Linked DNA regions of Sus scrofa: region 2 is linked to region 1. A link is a contact called in public Hi-C data. All regions are on one chromosome and are shown on one strand. Each heading gives the region's core, a stretch centred on a gene start, on an enhancer-like site or on the middle of the called end of the contact. The rest is flanking DNA. Distances are from core to core; before and after follow the strand shown. Region 1 overlaps CLMP (CXADR-like membrane protein). Region 2 has its middle 45 kb from the start of CLMP.

Region 1 (4,322 bases), core at 1,100-3,599:
CTTAGGATATTGATCACAGGGTTCCTTCTGTTGTCTCTGTCTTTATTTGTTTTCTTCTTACTTTCCTCAAGTGTCTCAGGTTGGAGAGATACCAAAAAGCTCTGTGGAAGAGCTGTGAGTGCACAGGGCTTTTTGCACCACAGATTTCTCTGGAGGCTTTTTTTATTGAGGGATTCCCACATGTTAGGGTCTGGTGGCTTTTTCTCTAAAGCTATTCTCTTCCTCCAGAGAATTCTCAAGGCATCCATCTGTTAGTGGCAGGTGGGTCACGGCTGCCAGTGATCTGTGAGCTGGGTGGCCGGCGGGGTGGGGGCAGGGGAAAGGGGTCTGGGAATCCTGTTCAGAATGCAAATCCAACAGCCTCAGAGAAAAGGCCTCCAGACCCTGACTTTGGTAACCTCTGTGTTTACAGTTTGGCCTTCTGCTCTTTGCTGGGCCTGATGTCTGTGAATCTGCTTCTCCAAGCTCCCTTCTCCTGTGGGAGCAGGGAGGACTTGGGGCTTCTCTCTTGAGGGGGCAGAAGGAGAAAAATACCTTTTTTTTTTTTTTGCTTTTTAGGGCTGCACCTGAAGCATATGGAGGTCCCCAGTCTAGGGGTCAAAATGGAGCAGTGGCCACCGGCCTACACCACAGCCACAGCGACGCCAGGTCCGAGCCATGTCTTTGACCTACACCACAGCTCACAGTGAAAAAGACCTTTTAAACAGATCCCCCAGCTTTAGGAACATACCTCAGCTCAGTTTTCTCCTGAACCAACGTAGCTTCAGTTCCTGAACCTTCCAGAGCGGGCTCCCCTCCAGAAGCAGCGTGTTTCAGCCCCCAGGACCTGTAAGTCAGTTCTCTCCTCATCTGCGTCCCTTCATCCAAATACCTGTCGACATGTCTCTCTCCCCTCTATTTCCTCCCCCATTCTCTTGTCCTTGGCGGATTTACAGCTATTTTATGCCTTTACTTCCATCTGCATGGCATTTGAGGAGGAAACAGAAAAACACCTGTGTTCAACTCCCTACCAATAAGTGACTGGGGGCAGGGAACAGCCCTTGTCTTCAATTTTCTCTGCTCCACATTTGAGAACAGCTAACAACTTGGGAACACCTGTGGCTTTTTAGCCTCCTACTTCTGTTCAACAGATAGTCATCTTTGCGACATTACCATCTAACTGTGTGCCCCACAGGAAGATCCTTCGGGAACAGAATTATGTGTCCTTGTCCTCAGGCAACTCCCGAAACAGCGGCGGGGGCGGGGGGGAGGGGGGGTGTCACAGCCCTGCTGGAAAGCATTTCTGCTGCAACCTCCTGTGCTGCAAGCCACAGAAAAGGGGAAAGGATGTTTTTTGTCTTCCCCATAGGACCTTGTCTGAGAGCAGGGTACCAGAAAGTGGGAAAACAAGTCTCATCTGGAATGAGGAAATGATCAGCATTTTGTTAACCTATGGAACCCATAGAGAAAAAGGGTGTGGGATTTTTTTCAATGTCTTTCTTTTCGTTCCTTCCGTCCCTCATGCTCACCAGACATGTTGTGTTTAAGCTATTTTGGTTTGGATTGGGGAAAAACAAATCCAGGCTTTCAGAACGCATTAAGGAAGTCCAGACACCTCTAGGGACAAAGCCATCCTGCCCAACATAAATGAAGCCCTGTTCAGCCCAGCACCCTCCGGCCTCCAATCTCATCTCTTTTGCTGTGCTTGCAGCTTAGAAACCCTACAAGAGACTGAGGCCTTCATAGGAAAAATATTTGTTTAAAGCTTTCATTTTTCTCTGTGGTCTTTAAAAGCCACTGTGGTTCTTCGTCCCGGAATCAGCTTTTCTGGGCATATCATGTTTGCCTCCAGCTGTGACCCTTCTAGGGGCATGAACCCTACAGAACTCTAGCAGAGATCTGAAGATTTTTTGTTCTTGAGAAATTGGTGGGGAGCCCTGCCAGGAGCTGCCTGGGACACGCAAGCAGATTTCCTTAACCGCTAACTCCTGTGTCAACCAGTGAGCCAACAGTGTGAGCACGTTAGGTTCCCACTGGTCACAGGGATTCTGTGAAAGAGACGAGGGTAGGATTAACATGGAATTCCTAATTCCCGCCCTCACCGAGTACCCAATATAGTTATAAGTTGTGTGAAAGATCAGAATACCATGAGACAGCACAAAATTGGCAAATCCTGTAAAGTCCCAGGAGCTCAGAGGAGATGGCAACTCATGGATGATGAGAATCAGTGCAGGACGTAATCCCTGCGGGCTGAAAGAATCAGCATTTCAGGGGGGTGGATGAGTGACAGGTAGAGGGGAGCCAGGCAGAGAGGCAGGAAGAGCGCTGGATGTTGGAGTGGGAGTGACCACTCAAGGCTGGGTTGCAAGGGAAAGAGAAGAGGAACAGAGAGGAGGAATTGAGTCATTCAGGAGACAGAAGCTTCTGGAGAGATACTATGTAAAGTGGCCCTCAGAGAAGAGCTCTGATTTTTCTTTTGGCTGTTGTAACACTAGCCTGTGTTTTCATCTAGTTTTCCCACCAGACCTGGCTTACCATTCTTTGAGATTAATTCAGAAGCAGATGGAGACCTGATTTTATGCCCCCCAAAACCCCTCTGTTTTTTTCTTTGCCTGGGCAGCAGGTGGGGGGAGGGGGAGAACCTGTGTCCCAGCCCTCCAGAGACACCGCTGCTAGATCCTATTGTTATGCCACAGCGGGACCTCCACTCCTCCAAACCCTCTCACACCCACATTTTTTGTTTTCTTTTTTCTTTTTAGGCTGCCCTGTGGCACATGGAGTTTTCCAGGCCAGGGATCAGATCCAAGCTGCAGCTGCAACCTAAGCCACAGCTGTGGAAACGCCAGATCCTTAACACACTGTACCAGGCTGGGGATCCAACTTGCGTCCCAGCCCTCCCAAGATGCTGCCAACCCCACCGCACCATAGTGTGAACTCCAATGCCCTGCATTTTAAAAAATATTTAGTATAGAAGACTAGATTCATGTGCTTTTTTTTTTTTTTTTTTGTCTTTTTAGGGCTGCACCCGCAGTATATGGAAGTTCCCAGGCTAGGGGTCAAATTGGAGCTGTAGCCCCTGGCCTACACCACAGCCTCAGCAACACCAGATCTGAACTACATCTGTGACCTACACAACAGCTCACGGCAACGCTGGATCCTTAACCCACTGAGCAAGGCCAGGGATTGAACCCGAGTCCTCATGGATGCTAATTGGGTTCATTAAAGGCTGAGCCATGACGGGAACGCCTATATGTGCATTTTAAGCTGAAATAAGACTTTAAAGAAGTGGCTCACTTGTGGCAGATTGTTCTGGGCTGTTTTTCCAAAGCCCCAGAGGTGCATGCCCTTCTTCCTCTAGGAGCACTTGGGTGGAAAAGTCTGCAAAGCACTGTGCTACGTAACTTCTAGGGCCCTCAGCCTGGCCTACAGGATCGGGTGGAAACCCCTTTGTGAAGTTCAAGGTGCTCCAGGATCTGGACTGAGCCCACTTTGCACTCTCCCTGCTTCCTGCACCTGCCTCCTCCCACCGCAGGAGAACTAGTTCCTAAACACACCAATTACACTGAACACACACCAGACTCTGCACTGGGTAGGGGGTTGTATCTAATAAAACACACTCCTGTCCACCACCCACAAGAAGCTGCGACGCTCCACAGCTTCACGTGCCCTGCCTGGAACATCTCTCTCTCTCTTTCAAGGAAGCAGCCCAGGGATGTGGCTTTTTGCCTGAACAGCTTGGCTTTCTTTTATCGCCTTTCCCATAGTACTGGATAGACACCTATTAGAGTCTTTCTAGTTCATTGTGCTTGTATATTTGCTTATCTTTTCTCCCACTAGACATTAGCCTTCTCAGGCAGGGATATTTTGGTACCCATCTGTAGTTATACAATGCTTATCACCAAATAGACCTATAATAAACGGAAGCTGAACTAATTAATTTTTCAGAGGGACATGCACATTCTCTAGGAAGCTCATCTGAAAGCATTAATTAATTTATTCAGCATCTATCCATTCATTAATAAAGTATTTGTCAGTTTTCTACTGTTGAGGTTTATGAAGATAATAGTAAAGACAGCAGGAGTTCCCGCTGTGGCTCAGTGGTAACGAACCCGACTAGTATTGAGAGGATGCGGGTTTGATCCCTGGCCCTGCTCAGTGGGTTAAGGATCTGGCGTTGCCGTGAGCTGTGGTATAGGTTAAAGATGCAGCTAGAATCCCATGTTGCTGTGGCTGTGGTGCAGGCCGGGAGCTATACCTCTGATTTGACCCCTAGCCTGGGGAATTCCATATGCTGTTGAGGGTGGCCCCCAAAAGACAAAAAAAAAAAAAAAAGAAAAGAAAAG
Region 2 (4,322 bases), core at 623-3,122, 100 kb after region 1:
CACAACTAGAGATGCTAATGGGTACCTCTAGTGGGTATAGGCCATGGATGCTGGTAAATATACTGTAATGCACAGAGCAGCCTCTGCAGGAATGATTGGGTACATGTCAATAGTGTCAAGTTTAAGATACCCTGTCCTGGACCAACTGAATCTTGCATTCTTTTTTTTTTTTTCTCTTCTTTTTAGGGCCATACCTGTTGCATATGGAAATTCCCAGGCTAGGGGTCGAACAGAAGCTGCAGCTGCCAGTCTATGCCACAGCCATGGCAATACTGGATCCAAGCCACATCGATGACCTATGCTGCAGCTTGTGGCAACGCCGGATCCTTAGCCCACGGAGTAACGCTAGGGATGGAACCTGCATCCTCACAGACACTACATCAGGTTCTTAACCCACTGAAACACAGCAGGCACTCCCATTCTCTTCTAAAACAAGCAAAGTGTAGTAGTGTTACAATGCAGTCTGCACCACACTGGTTTCAGTTGTGTAAAAGAGACTACTACCTCCATTATGATAATCCTGCTGTAGAAAAAACCACCACAGAACCTCAGTGACATAACACAATAAAATTTTGCCCTTTGCTTGTGAGGCCAGAAGTCAGCTGGGCAGTTCTGCTTATCTGGGCCTGGCCTGGCTGACCTTGATGAGCTCGCTCTGGTCTCTGCAGTCGGCTGGTGGGTTGGCTGGGAGCTGGCTGGTTTAGGATGGATTCACTTTTATATTAGATGGTTGGGGGGTTGCTGGCTGGGTTGGCAAGCGTGACTGGATCATGTGGTATGTCATCATGGGGGGTGCTAGCTCAGGTATTTCACATGTCAGTAGCAAGGTTCACGAGAGAGAGAAAACACGTGGGGCTTCTTGAGGTCAAGGCTTGGAACAGGCACCATATCACTTCTACTATACTTTATTGTCCAGAGCAAGTCCCAAGATTCAAGGTATGAGAAACAGGCTCTGCTTTCCCATGAGAAGGGCTGCCAGGTCAAGGGGCAAGAATGCAGGAGGAGTGAAAAATTGTGGGCATTTTTGCTACCAATCTACCACACGCTTCTTTTCCGATTCTAATTTGCACATGTGCTTCAAAATTTGACAAGCAGTGCCTTCCCCAGGAAGCATTATCTAACCCCTGCTCATCCACCCAAGGAAGCCAGGCTGACAGCTTTCATAGCTTTCCTCATACTGTGACACCAGCATGGCACTGCCACTGGATGGCCCCCACTCCATCCAAGCCATGGTGTGATCCCTGCCCTCAAGGGGCCATGAATGAGTGTGCCATTTCCTTCCTCGGTGTGTGTCCTAAATGTTTTGTAGATCTGACTGTGGAGCATGAGTTAAAGAGCTTGAATTATGGAGTGAGAAGGCCTCTGTTCCAATCCTACCTTTGCCTCAAGCCAAGCAAGCAAATTAATCTGTTTCTCTGTACAGTGGGGATAGGGTTAGGGTTGGGAGGGTGAAATGAGATAATTCAGGACAAGCACTTACGAGGAGTGGTCAGCCCACAGCAGTCCTCAGTAACGGCAGCTCTGCCATTATGGATGCCTTTTTCAGCATCTCAACCCGGCACTTAGTTTGTGGAGAACTGTGACTTCATTTATTAATTAATTCATTACTCACACATGGATGCTGTACTCTGGTGCTCCTTCTCACACAGGAAATGAACAACATACATCACTGGCCAACGGACTCCTCTGTGGGTGAATTCATTTTGCTTCTATAGCTGGTTCGGCTTTCGCTTCCGTCCCTGGAAGAGATTCATTCCTCCTCCAGAGGTCACTGGAGCTGAGAAAGTCAACTCGCCACCAAAGATATGCTGTGCTGGGGGGAAGGAGCCCGACAGCCTATTCCTAGCCTGACTCATCCTGGGGACGTGGGCTGGGCTGGATCACAGAGACAGAGAAGAGAGCCGAGGGGGCGGGTCTTTAGCCAGCTTAAGGGCTGAACTCCCTGTTGCTGTAACATTTTGGGAATTGTTAAAATAAGACACGTACAATTTCAGACAGACTCTTAAATGGCAGCATAAAACTGCTGCTTCTGCCATGGGCTGGGTCTGTGGTTTTGTAAAGTAAAAAATTAGAATCTGCCTCATGAATAATTCACTGATTCAGTTCTGGCAGTCCCAATGCTCCTCACAGGGTGACTGTGTCTATTGCTTTTAATATCCCGTAAATTGGCTGGTGTCTCTCACTTGGTGGATCTCTGTAGAAATGGACTCCGGTAGGATAATGACGTCTGCAGCTTCTCCCACCTCCCAAGCCAACACTGAGTCAATGCTAAATTCATGTTTGTAGGTAAGCACGATGGATGTTCTCCGAGACAGTTGTTTTTCCCCGGGCACTTTTCTGGGAGGACTGGACCTATTTTATGGCCCCATGGCTGGTGCCTGAATCTCCATTTAGCATTTGATTACAATCACAACTCTCTCTTTACTTTTTGTTCTTTATAATCGTTGTCAATAGGTGAAGCCTCTCAGACTTTCAAACCTTGACTCTCTCCCTTTATCCTCTGCACAAGACTCCATGTGTTTGTTAAGCATCTGTCTGCTTTTTCATAAGCCGGCTAGATGTTTTCCCGAATTAGTTCAAGTGTGGGAGACAGACCGCAGCAGGCATGGTATTAGACACATCCAGTAGCATCATGTTCCTCAACCGATAGTTATTCAGCACCTACTTTGTGCACTGCACTGAGTGAACACAACTGGCAATGCACGACGAAGGCATTTTCAGGAGAGCTGGAGAAATACTACACACACGCATGAAATACACACAAAATTCAAGACCCTGTGTACAGTACTGAAGTGTCAGTAAGAGCTGTGAGGTCCGAGGAGGGCAGTGTCTCTAAAGAGCCAGGAGAAGGTGTCAGAGGGAGCAGATCAGTTCTGGGCCCTGGGCACACATAGGATTTGACATTGAGCCAGGAAGATACATCAAGAGAAGGCAGACAGTTTGTAGTGAGAAAATCTGGAGTTTTAGAATCACATTCAGCCCAACACTTACCATCAAACCACAAGTTTCTGAATCAAATTCCTTATTTGACAAAGACCTTGTGGCCTTATCATGAGGATTGAACGGCCAAAGTGTGGAAACATCGGGTATAGTGGCTGATGCCCAGCGGCTGATCAACAACGACTTGTTAGCTTTACGGCAACTGTCAAAAGGGATTGAAGCAAGTAAGTGGAACAGGAGATTAGGACGGTCTAATTGGGACATGGAGGGAGCGACGGGACATACCGGTAGGAGGGCGGGTGGGGGCTAGATTCCCTGTAGGTCACCTGTTGGAGGACTTCGATGTTTGGATAAGAGTTTGGGCTTTAAGCAGTAGGCTGAGATGCACAGGGCAGCACTGATGACTTTTTAGAAGATTTTCCAAGTTCCTAAACTGGAAAGTATGCCTGTGGAGGGTTCACGTGTGGAGGCACCGGAAGCCGTGGGTGGTACCAGAGGGTTGCGTCTGACTCTACCCAGTATGCTCAGGCAAGTGAGGTTTTGTCTCCAACGATGTGAGAAACACTTATGTAAAAGCAAGACTTCTAAAATAAGAGAAGCCTGAACTCCTAAAATCTGGGAATCTAAAATACTCTTAATGTGAAATACTGAATTAAAAATGCTGAAAATCCACAAGGACCCCTCTCCTCTCCAGCCTCTCCAGAGCCTGCGGTTCGGAGCAATTCCTCTCTGAATCATTCAACCATTCTGGACTCCAGGAAGCCAGCGTGACAGTGATTCTCTAATTCTGCCCAGTTGGAATCAATTCTAGGCAAAAGTACTGATTAAGAGCTGACGATTTCTCTGGCTCATCAGCTCTTAACTAAATAATATATTTTCTATATATTATTCATGTACACAGCTATTGTTTGTGAGCTGGTAGGTCCTGCCCATATGCTTTGCCAAGTGCTGTGTGGCTGTTGTTCTCAGAGTAACAATTAAATGTAATAATTTTCCTGAACAGACTTGAACAGCTGGTAAGCCATTTTGGTGAGTGGAGGAAAAGAAATGAGGGAAGCACTTTACAATTTATATGCATTCTGCTATTTTATTTTATCATTGTCAATCTTAAACAATAACCCCAAACTATGTTTATAGGTCAGAGGAAATCAATGATCTTACTTTATCTTTGTTCAAATTAGTAAAAAGTAGCCATTTAGCCCAAACAGTATGACAGGCCAAGTGGCAAAGGAGAAGGAATAAGCCTTATAATCAGAAGGTGCATTTGTGTTGAGGTCTGGGCTGAAAAACTGCTAATTAGTCTAAAGAATCTTGGAGGAGAACAGATGCCATCACTTGCTAAACCACAATGGATCCAATAATATTAGGAGGCATTTCACACC

Evidence for each region. Hi-C and Micro-C count contacts between places; a contact is called where the count stands out from the background.
Region 2: a Hi-C map of embryonic fibroblasts shows a contact between it and region 1, with 1.9 times the contacts expected there. The contact joins two enhancer-like sites. A contact is called at or near these places in 2 of 5 promoter capture datasets (fetal skeletal muscle and liver), 24 of 47 Hi-C or Micro-C datasets (adipocytes, adipose tissue, alveolar macrophages and 15 more) and 1 of 2 datasets of contacts at active chromatin or transcription factors (skeletal muscle).

The regions. Positions count from the first base shown.
Region 1 is chr9:50,034,087-50,038,408 of Sscrofa11.1, forward strand. All of the region lies in intron 2 of CLMP (CXADR-like membrane protein), which reads right to left. Among named protein-coding and RNA genes, the nearest start is that of HSPA8, 49 kb to the left of the region's middle. Within about 2 kb of position 2,350, at least 10 of the 83 cell types and tissues checked have an H3K27ac peak or open chromatin away from gene starts, as enhancers often do. A contact at or near this core is called in embryonic fibroblasts, where this site is marked.
Region 2 is chr9:50,136,714-50,141,035 of Sscrofa11.1, forward strand. No RefSeq gene overlaps it. Among named protein-coding and RNA genes, the nearest start is that of CLMP, 45 kb to the left of the region's middle. Within about 2 kb of position 1,873, at least 16 of the 83 cell types and tissues checked have an H3K27ac peak or open chromatin away from gene starts, as enhancers often do. A contact at or near this core is called in embryonic fibroblasts, where this site is marked.